Regions from separate parts of the Oryzias latipes genome. Here region 1 is linked to region 2. A link is a contact called in public Hi-C data. All regions are on one chromosome and are shown on one strand. Each heading gives the region's core, a stretch centred on a gene start, on an enhancer-like site or on the middle of the called end of the contact. The rest is flanking DNA. Distances are from core to core; before and after follow the strand shown. Region 1 overlaps p2rx1 (P2X purinoceptor 1). Region 2 holds the start of camkk1 (calcium/calmodulin-dependent protein kinase kinase 1).

Region 1 (4,455 bases), core at 91-2,590, 78 kb before region 2:
AAAATGGAGAAAAGGACTCTCATGAAGGTTTTTGGCATCAGGTTTGACATCATTGTGCAGTCACTGGTTAGCAACAATTTTTATTTTATACCTATAAATAACTGACAAATAAAAGTTGTTGTTTTTTTAACTCACGGTAAATTGATTTTTGCAGGGACGGAAATTTGATATCATTCCAACCCTGACTGCCATAGGTTCTGGAGTGGGAATTTTTGGAGTGGTATGTTTAACACAAAATTGTTTCAATTGTCATCGATGTAATCAATGAGAAGTGAATGTTTCCTCTTTGTCCTTTCAGGCAACTGTAGTTTGTGACTTAGTGCTGCTGTATGTGCTCCCAAGAAGAGACTTTTACAAAAACATGAAGTTCAAATACACAGACACAGCTGCACAGGTGAGTTCCATCACAGACTTTTTTCTGTTTAAACACAAGATGGCAGCAGAAGTGCACCGTGCTTCCAGATAGACATTGGTTAATCACCAACATGGAATTTTCTCTGTTTGAACATATTTGGATTTTGGCACCAAATACCTAAAAATAGAAATCAATAGGCAACAGAGTTGGGTTCGTCTTTGTTCCTAAAATATTAAGATCGCGTAAGGCCCCTATCACATTATACACTCCAACACACACACACACACACACACACACACACACACACACACACACACACACACACACACACACACACACACACGCATTAGACAAGGAAGGTGGAGCTACTGATCTTCTCGTCCCGTACCATGGCATGGCCCTCTATCCACAGAGGGACATGGATCCCTGAGTTGTCTGGCTAGGCCATTAGCAAGGAATCACATCTGAGTCTGAGGGTGTCTGTGTCCCTGTGGTGTTGGTTCTGGCCTTTGCCTCTGAGCACTGGGCCTCTTCAAAATTCCAAACAGTGGGGGAGCCTGGTTGCCCACTGCTGCTTTGGTGGGGGGGTCTCGGTGTGGGGGGGGCCGGTCTATCCTCCTCTATTTACATTCCATCATCCACCACAGTAGAACACGCATACTCATCCGAGCACAGGTACCAGCTCATTTTGCTCAAACAGTGTGCATGACAGAATGATATATGCTTGACGTGTTTGTGTGTATACACAAGTATGTGTGTGTGAGGTGTATTGGTATTGGGAATGTGTTGCCATGTTTGTGTGAGAAGACTTTAGGAGCCAACAGGTATGTTAGTGTTTGAGCGTGTCTTTGGACAGGCCCTACACTAGACTAGCATGATGATAAAGTTCCAGCAATTTGTTGCCTCTTTTTGTGATTCTACCCCCTCGTACTGCTTCTCCAACTTCCTTAACCCCCTTTTTCTCCCCCTTCTTTTGTAGCCTTATCCCCATCTCTTAACATCCCTCTATGTCCTTCTCCCTTCTGTTTTTCATCCGGTCCAACAAGAAATGCCTGCACACATGATTAATATGAATAAAGTTTAGCTTCAAATACCAAAGGGGTTTATTCAAATAAACACCTTGTGTGTCTGAAAAATCATATGCCCCTATTAAAAAAGTAAAATCTGTCCAACACAAGAGGCCTTCAGCTCTGATCTGTTTGCTCAGCTCCTGGACAGGACATGTTACAAAAACAGAACAAACAAACAAAAAAATTTGGTGTGTGGCCCTCTGAGTTTAGGGTGGTACAATTTTATAATCTGAGACTGGATAAATCCTGCGTCTGCACCCAAAGCATCCCCTTTAACTAAAACAGGTAGAACATTTTTTATCTACAGCAGGAATTGCGTGGTTTAGGCTCATCTGTCTATTACACCCTTGAAGCAAATGCAAGACAAGTGCGACGCAAAGACAAGACCAACGTGAGTGTGTAATGAAGCTTAGACAGTAAAGCTCTTTCGCTTTATTTGTATTTTTGTTTGTCTGTTTGTTTGCTTGAGCGTTCCATCACGTGATACTAAAGATCTAAAAAAAAAAAAAAAAGTAATTCTGTCTGGTTTTGATTTCTGTCCTGCAGGATCCAGATTTGGACACAGGAAGCATCAAGACATCGGAATAGCCAGCATTTTTTTTTTTTTAAGCAATAAAGCCAAGAAAATAAGATTGCTGACGCATTGGCCGTTTGCTGTTCTTGCAAAGAAATGACCTGGGAGCAAACAAGTTGCTTTATAAGATGTAGCACAGGGGAACCAAAGACTCAACTCACAAAATGAATAGACTCCTGGGCAATAAAGGAACTCTGTCAGATGTCCTTTCTCAGAGCGTCTTCATCCATCCTCATCACCCCACTGTGTGACTCTAAAGAGCTACTACAGAGCCCCTCTGTGTGTGTACTTTTTTAGGTGTTTCTTTGTTTACATTTGTTCATTCTGTGGGTGTAACCTCCACCACTTTAAATGTCCATGACACACTGTGTTCATGCAAGTCATTGTCGAGTCTGTGTTTGGATATGCCATGATGCGTCCCACCCAGCGCACACATGCCATTAAGTCAATAAAAGAGGTACGATAACAACAGAAGTTTCTACTTCTTTTTATTTTTTTTATTGTACTCAATGTTTAGAAGTACAAAAGCATGCGAAAAATAACTTATTCATATTGGTACATATGTACAGTGTAACACCTGCATTGCGTAGGGATGTGCCATGCTTTCGTTTTAGTGCCTTGACATCAGCGTGACTACATTCAAATACACACAGGAGACAGACAGACGGCAGAGACCTTTGTAACACATCAGGAGAAAAATAACACGGTAGATTAGCAACTGTTTCTTCACTGGAGATTATGTACACATTCCCAGAGTCCTCCTCCCCTGGATGAAACTATGATCCGAAGTTATGATTAAAATAAGATTCCCTTTGCTTCCTATGGTGTGGCTGCCTCCAGTTCTTCCTCTTCCTTCTGTATTTCTCTGCAAAAAGGACTGAAACCTGTGATGAGAGCAATCCGTAGTGGAGGATGAGGGATTCATCAAATTACAAATCTGCAGCAAAAAAAACACTTTTTTTAACCCTTCTGCTATCCTATGACCCCACCCTTACATTGACGTGTTATTCCAACCATGACAAAGGTGGATAAAGGTGAAGAGTATTTCATGTCATCCATGGACACCAGTGAAGATCACAAATCATTGAAGACAAAAGGTTCAGCGCACAGTCTTGTGGGGTCCAGATGACCCCACTCCCAGTGTTAAAGTGCCTAGGATAGCACAAGGGCTAAATAAAAGGGGACATATTATAGCACTTAGGATCCAATTTACAGCAAACATAATGTGGAAACAACAAAAGATTAAAACATGAGAACTGTTCTAATCTATGACGTCACACTTCCCCCATAGTTTTAGATTTTGGACTCGAGCTATTTCTGCAAGGCCTAATTGTATTTAGTTGATAATTACTTGTGATTTAATTTGAAATTCAATTTTTTATTGCATTTGTGTGACTACACAATCATCTAGATCAGGGGTCTGCAACCTCAGGATCCAGAGCCACATGGGACACTTTTATCTGTGGCTCTTCGGCTTTGAAGAAAAATATCAACCATCCAAATAAATAATAGGTTTACTAGTTACATTGTGTCATTTATCTTTAAAATTTTAAACATAGGTACACGAGTAAAGATTAACAGTTTTTTTTTCTTTTACCACTGTTGACATTACAGTAAATCAAGAGGTGAGAGCTTTACCATTCCTCCAAAATGTACATGTCAGATATCTAAGCAAAATGATGTAAAATATTTTATCTATTGTATCAAAAGTAATGCAATTTAATTATTGTAAATATTTATAAGGTAAATTTCATAAATGAATGGCGTAATGGCCACAAAAACACAATTAGTGTATTTTTCTAAACCTTGGGACATTCCAGCTTTTGCTGGGTTTTGTTCGGGAAGAAAGCGGAACAAAAAGCCAAAAGCATAAAAGGCTTCAGACCCCTGATCCTGATGCATCCTGGATACATTTCTTCTGCTGACTCCCAAAAAATGAAAAAAAATTCAGGTTTAAAATGTTGTAACTGCAATTCTAAATCAGAGCTGCTTCTTTTTTTTTTAAATGAATGCAAATGTGCAGATCACCTGCACTAGGGACACAAAATTAGAATTTAGCTGTTAACAAATCACATCTTTCCTTCCTAGGCAACTTAGTAGCTTTAAACAGATAAATCACTAATAGAACTCATTCAGTAAAGTGTCAATATTTAGGAGAATAAACCTGAAATCTGAACGCTGAAAGTTAGAAATCTGTGTGGATGAAGTTACTTCCTCTTTACTTAGTGATTAGTTTTGCATAAAAAACGAATTTATGAGTTAACCCATGAATAATCCTGAGCCCCCAGATGGTTAGTTATCAATTCCCTTAACCTAGGAATTTTTCAGTGAAACTGTTTTCACATTTTTTTCATTTTTTGGCTGCGAGGTATTAAAAACATTAAAACTGGGGGTGGGGGTGGCTGGGCGCTCCTCCTCCTTCTTTTCACATTCCACCATCCATTTTAGAAGAACAT
Region 2 (4,416 bases), core at 283-2,782:
CTAGTGACCCCAAATGGTAACATAGTGGGTTAAAAAAATTTATAGTTTTCCCAGAGTAAAAAAAAATTTGAGTTTTTCATAATCCTCTTTTACTGTGGGTCACCAAAGGTCACATATGGCACACAAAAAATTAGATTGTTGCACTTCTTGCATAAAGAAACCCAAAAATAATTTTAAATACATAAATAAACAGCCAGCATGACAAAATATGCACAAGTCACGTCACCAAACGTTTTCTTTTTTCCATCTCTCTCTGTCTGCCCATTTATGGTAACTTGTCTGCATATAAAACAAAAATAAAAAAAAAAGCCCCCATGAGCAGCTAAAGTCTAAAAAACATGCGCGCTGTTGCGACACATTCTGCAGCCAATTCTGCAGAACTCCTTTTACAAACTGACTTGAGGGCACTCAAGCAGTCCTTGTGCCAACCTGGTTGCCTTGGCTTCGAGCCACAACGCACGCTACAGTGAGCCGGTTGGTCCGCCCGTCAGTCTGGGAGGAAATATTCCAAAAATGCACCGTAATTCTTTTCACCAAGTTCAGTCTACAACGAGGAGGGAGAAAAAACGGAACAATGACAAAAACAGGAACTAAATAAGTGAGGACTTTAACAGCAAAGTCAGCTATGTGGAGGACAAGTGTTCTGGTTTAGTGGTTTCACAAAAAGAGACCGAGCAGATCTTTTCCCAAACTTCACGCAGAAACCATATAAATGTGTTTGGTCAGTAGATCAGGTGTGTGGAGATCTCACTCCTGTATTCCGGATCAGGAGCCACCTGCCGGGCCCAGAATTCCCACATGTCAGCAAAGCTTTGCAGCATCCGCTCAGGATCCACGGCTCGTCGTGTGCGCGTGCTCCTCGTCCGTGCAGCCTGCAGCTCCGTGGCGCAGCGCAACAAACTGCAGAGCATCCCCCTTTGCAGCCGCGAGCGAGCATCAATAAAACACGGCCAGCATGCCCGCGCGCACAGATCCATCCGCTGCGCGCAGCCACATTTCCAGCTTCACTTCCCAAACACCACCACCAGGAAAAACGCCAACAGCGGGGTTTGGATTATTTTTAAAAGTTTCACTCACCCAATCGAGCCCCTTCAGTGTTCCACTCCCGGGGAGGGATGTCCCGTTTGGATGCGCGTCGCTCCTCTGCTACCCCCTCTCCAGCGGGCCGTTCAGCCGTACAGTCCGGGAGGCAGCTGCTTGTTTAGGTGTGAGGGAGGATCAGCTGCTGACCCGAGACACGTCCCATGTTTCACACCCTCTCTTCCGGAAACCGCGGACAGAGTGCACACTCCTCCTCCTGCACGTGAACGCAGCCCAGCTGCGCAGCTGGCTGCTGCCGCAGTCTGCTCACAGCCGCGGAGGAGGAACCGGCTGCACACACACTTTGACACAGACTGCTTTGTCGACAGCTCACACATCCCAACTTTTATTATTCTGCCGCGGATGCATCCACGGGTCCTAAGATCCGCCCGTTTTACGCAGTGGTACCTCTGGGGCTTGGTTCGTCAGAGCGCACCGCGCATTTTTTCAGGGAAGGTTTTATAGATATCATGGCTCCAATCTGGGTTTAAGAATCACACGTGCCACAAGTGGGATCTTTTAAGTTTCGCCTCCAGCGAAAGACTCTCGTGTGTTCAGTGCAGCTGGCGCCTCTGCTGGTCGTCCTTAAAATCTCTCCTTAAAACCATCAAGCAGCATAACATGAACTTTTGATGCTTTATTGATGTTACAGCACATCAGATTAATGCAATCTCTTAATTGAAATTTACAAAGTGCATTTTTATTCTGTTTTATCCAAATTTCCTGTTTATTATTTAGATTTCATCGACAGAATGAACAACCGATGGCTGTTTTATTCTATGTGCGTTTCAAAAACATATGAACCTCTCCCTCATTCAAGAGAAACCAGCCTCCCCCATGTGTGTTCACACATGTTTATCTTCATGCTAAGCATACAATTATAGATTAGAAAAACCTATTCCAGAAAATCCCTGAAAGACCCACCTCCACAAAAATTGTGTTGTTTTGCACTGCACACAAATAGATCCAATATTGCTTGCTACTTTTTATTTTTATGCCCCAGTAATGTTAGGTTGGGGGTGTGAGGGGCTGTAAGCTAGCAGGAGGGCATGTAAACAGATGACTGATGAGAAGGGAGCAAGTTTACTCAGTGACAACGCCCCGCCCCCTCCATCAAAGAGGGGATTTTCTGATGAACTGCTGCTGCTATGTCCTAAGACGACTTGGGGTTTTTGATTTGGGCTAAAGACTGCATAATCATAATTAAAAGACAATTTTAGAACAGATCAGAAGAGGATTGGAATGGAACTTTACAACCTCAAACAGTTCATCAGCCACCAAGGTGGCTGACCTTTCTCCTTTTTCTATTTACAGTGTCCTCAAAGGTAATTAAACTTTTAAGTGTTTTCTTCGGGAAATATTTTTATCAGACCAGGATCGTTGTCTCGATGGTTGAGTTTCATCCAAAATGAATCTGAAAAATCCCTTGAAACACAGACTGAAGTCGAGTTTTCGTGTTCAGGAGAACTTCCACCAGAAGTTATTTTCAGAAAGCAGCTGTGTTTTAGGGATGACATGAGTCTGGTTGCTTCTGGAAATGTTTCTACATGATGCCAAACATAATCTTGAATATATGATGTTACATAATTTGCCTGCTGTTTATTTACTTGCTGCCACTGGGAATGCTGTTTCGAAAGCATTAGGCGAACTTTCACCTTTATGCCGTCGACTGCCAACATGTAAGGGGCCCAACTGCTGATGTTAGGTAGTGGATGTCGGCTAACTTTCTTGGCCTAAATGAACGCAAAACTAAGGTAATTGTGTTTAACCCCTAGTGGTTGAAAAGATCATGGTTTTGATCTCCTCTCTTTTGCCCCCTTTGAACAGTCTGTGGTGACAAACCTGGATTTTAAACTTGATGCAGGTCGACCTCCAAATAAACACTGACTAGGTCCTGCTTTTATCAGATGCAACATCTGAAATTGTCACCCATGCCTTTGCGTTGCCAGACTAAATTATTGAAATTCTTTGTATGCTGGGTTACCAAAGGCTTCAATAGCCAGGCTGCAGCTGTTCCAAAATCCAGCAGTCAAATTTATTTGTAGGGCAAAGAAGTTTGACCACAAAACACCAATCTTGGTCTCTTTGAACTGGCTGCTACAGCAATATTTGCTTTTTGTTAAAATTCTGGTCTTTACTTATAAGTCCTTGCCAGGTACATCACCGTCTTACCTCTTCAGTCTGCTTTTAAAATATTTCCCCCTAAAGTCGTTGCGCTCCACCAACCAGTTTGCGTTAATGGTTCCCAGAACCTAATATAGGTTATAGCTGTGTTGGTTCCTAAACTATGGATCAGTTGCCACCGACAATTAGAGGGATCACACTCTTAAAGAGTTTTAATAATTGTTTCTGCATTTCAGCATTTAAGCATCAGCCTAGCCCTATTATGCTGGTTTTAATCTCTGTTTTAAATTGCTTTTATGCTTTTTCTTCTATTCATGTCTTTACATTGTCTTCATTTGGTTTTATGTTTCTATTATTTTATGTTTTATGATCGTACGTTTTGTTCCTCCTGTGTACAGCATTTTGGGCCTCCTTGGCTGGTGGTGGAAGGTGCTTTATAAATAAATTAGTCATGATGATGCATCATTGCTTTCCTAAAATGAAAAAAAAGTATTTCTTCAAGTTATGAAATATTTTGCTGAAAATCTAAATGGGCTCACTTTTGACAATCTACAGTGCCTAGTCGTTGTTGTTGTTGTTTTTCTTGTTTTTTTTTAAAGGTAAAACCATTTTTAATTTCTATAATTTGATTTTATGTTAACATTTTAAATGTTAAGTATCAAACATTTTTACAGAAAAAATATTGTGGAGTCAAAGAACTTCTTTGGTTGTTTTTTTTTTCTTCACATTTTCCACAGAGATGCACTTTTGAAAAAAACTGAAACCATTATTCATGTTTAACAAATGTAATCCGTTGGGTGCACAACATCTCTCACAAGCAAAAATGGAGCTGCATCCTGCCTTTAGATTGAAAAAAAATATGTAGCACATATTTATGAGCATGTGACAGTAAAAGCAGTCATTTAAAACATCCACAGTGCTGAGCTACAACAGTTTACATAATCAGGCAGGTAAATCTGCAGATGACAGCTGTTATGAAGGAATCAGGTAGCCTAGTTTTCACACTGCAGTCACCAGTTGTTGCACATCAGCAGAGAGACTCAAAATCAGTCTGCCTCCATTTAAAATGTGAATTTGTGTCAGGTTTCAGTAAACAGTCTTGAAATCCCAGAGACGTCCGCCTTTCATGCATATCCTAAGCTTAGAATTTAAAAAAAACATTCCAATACTGCTTCAGGAACAAGGAGGTTCATGGATGAAATCAAAGAGAAA

The links. A called contact is a pair of places that touch in the nucleus more often than the background predicts.
Region 1: a contact with region 2 is called in a Hi-C map of gastrula embryo, with 1.7 times the contacts expected there. The contact joins the enhancer-like site here to the promoter of camkk1 in region 2. A contact is called at or near these places in 5 of 5 Hi-C or Micro-C datasets (embryo, fibroblasts and gastrula embryo).

Annotation. Positions count from the first base shown.
Region 1 is chr14:21,203,991-21,208,445 of ASM223467v1, reverse strand. It overlaps p2rx1 (P2X purinoceptor 1), which reads left to right. Exons shown (of 14, transcript XM_004076615.4): 10 at 1-66; 11 at 155-220; 12 at 299-394; 13 at 1,733-1,816; 14 at 1,972-2,470. The coding sequence ends at 2,013. Among protein-coding and RNA genes, the nearest start is that of p2rx1, 17 kb to the left of the region's middle. Within about 2 kb of position 1,340, at least 2 of the 8 cell types and tissues checked have an H3K27ac peak or open chromatin away from gene starts, as enhancers often do. A contact at or near this core is called in gastrula embryo, where this site is marked.
Region 2 is chr14:21,125,946-21,130,361 of ASM223467v1, reverse strand. camkk1 (calcium/calmodulin-dependent protein kinase kinase 1) reads right to left here and starts at 1,532. Exons shown (of 16, transcript XM_020709044.2): 1 at 1,078-1,532.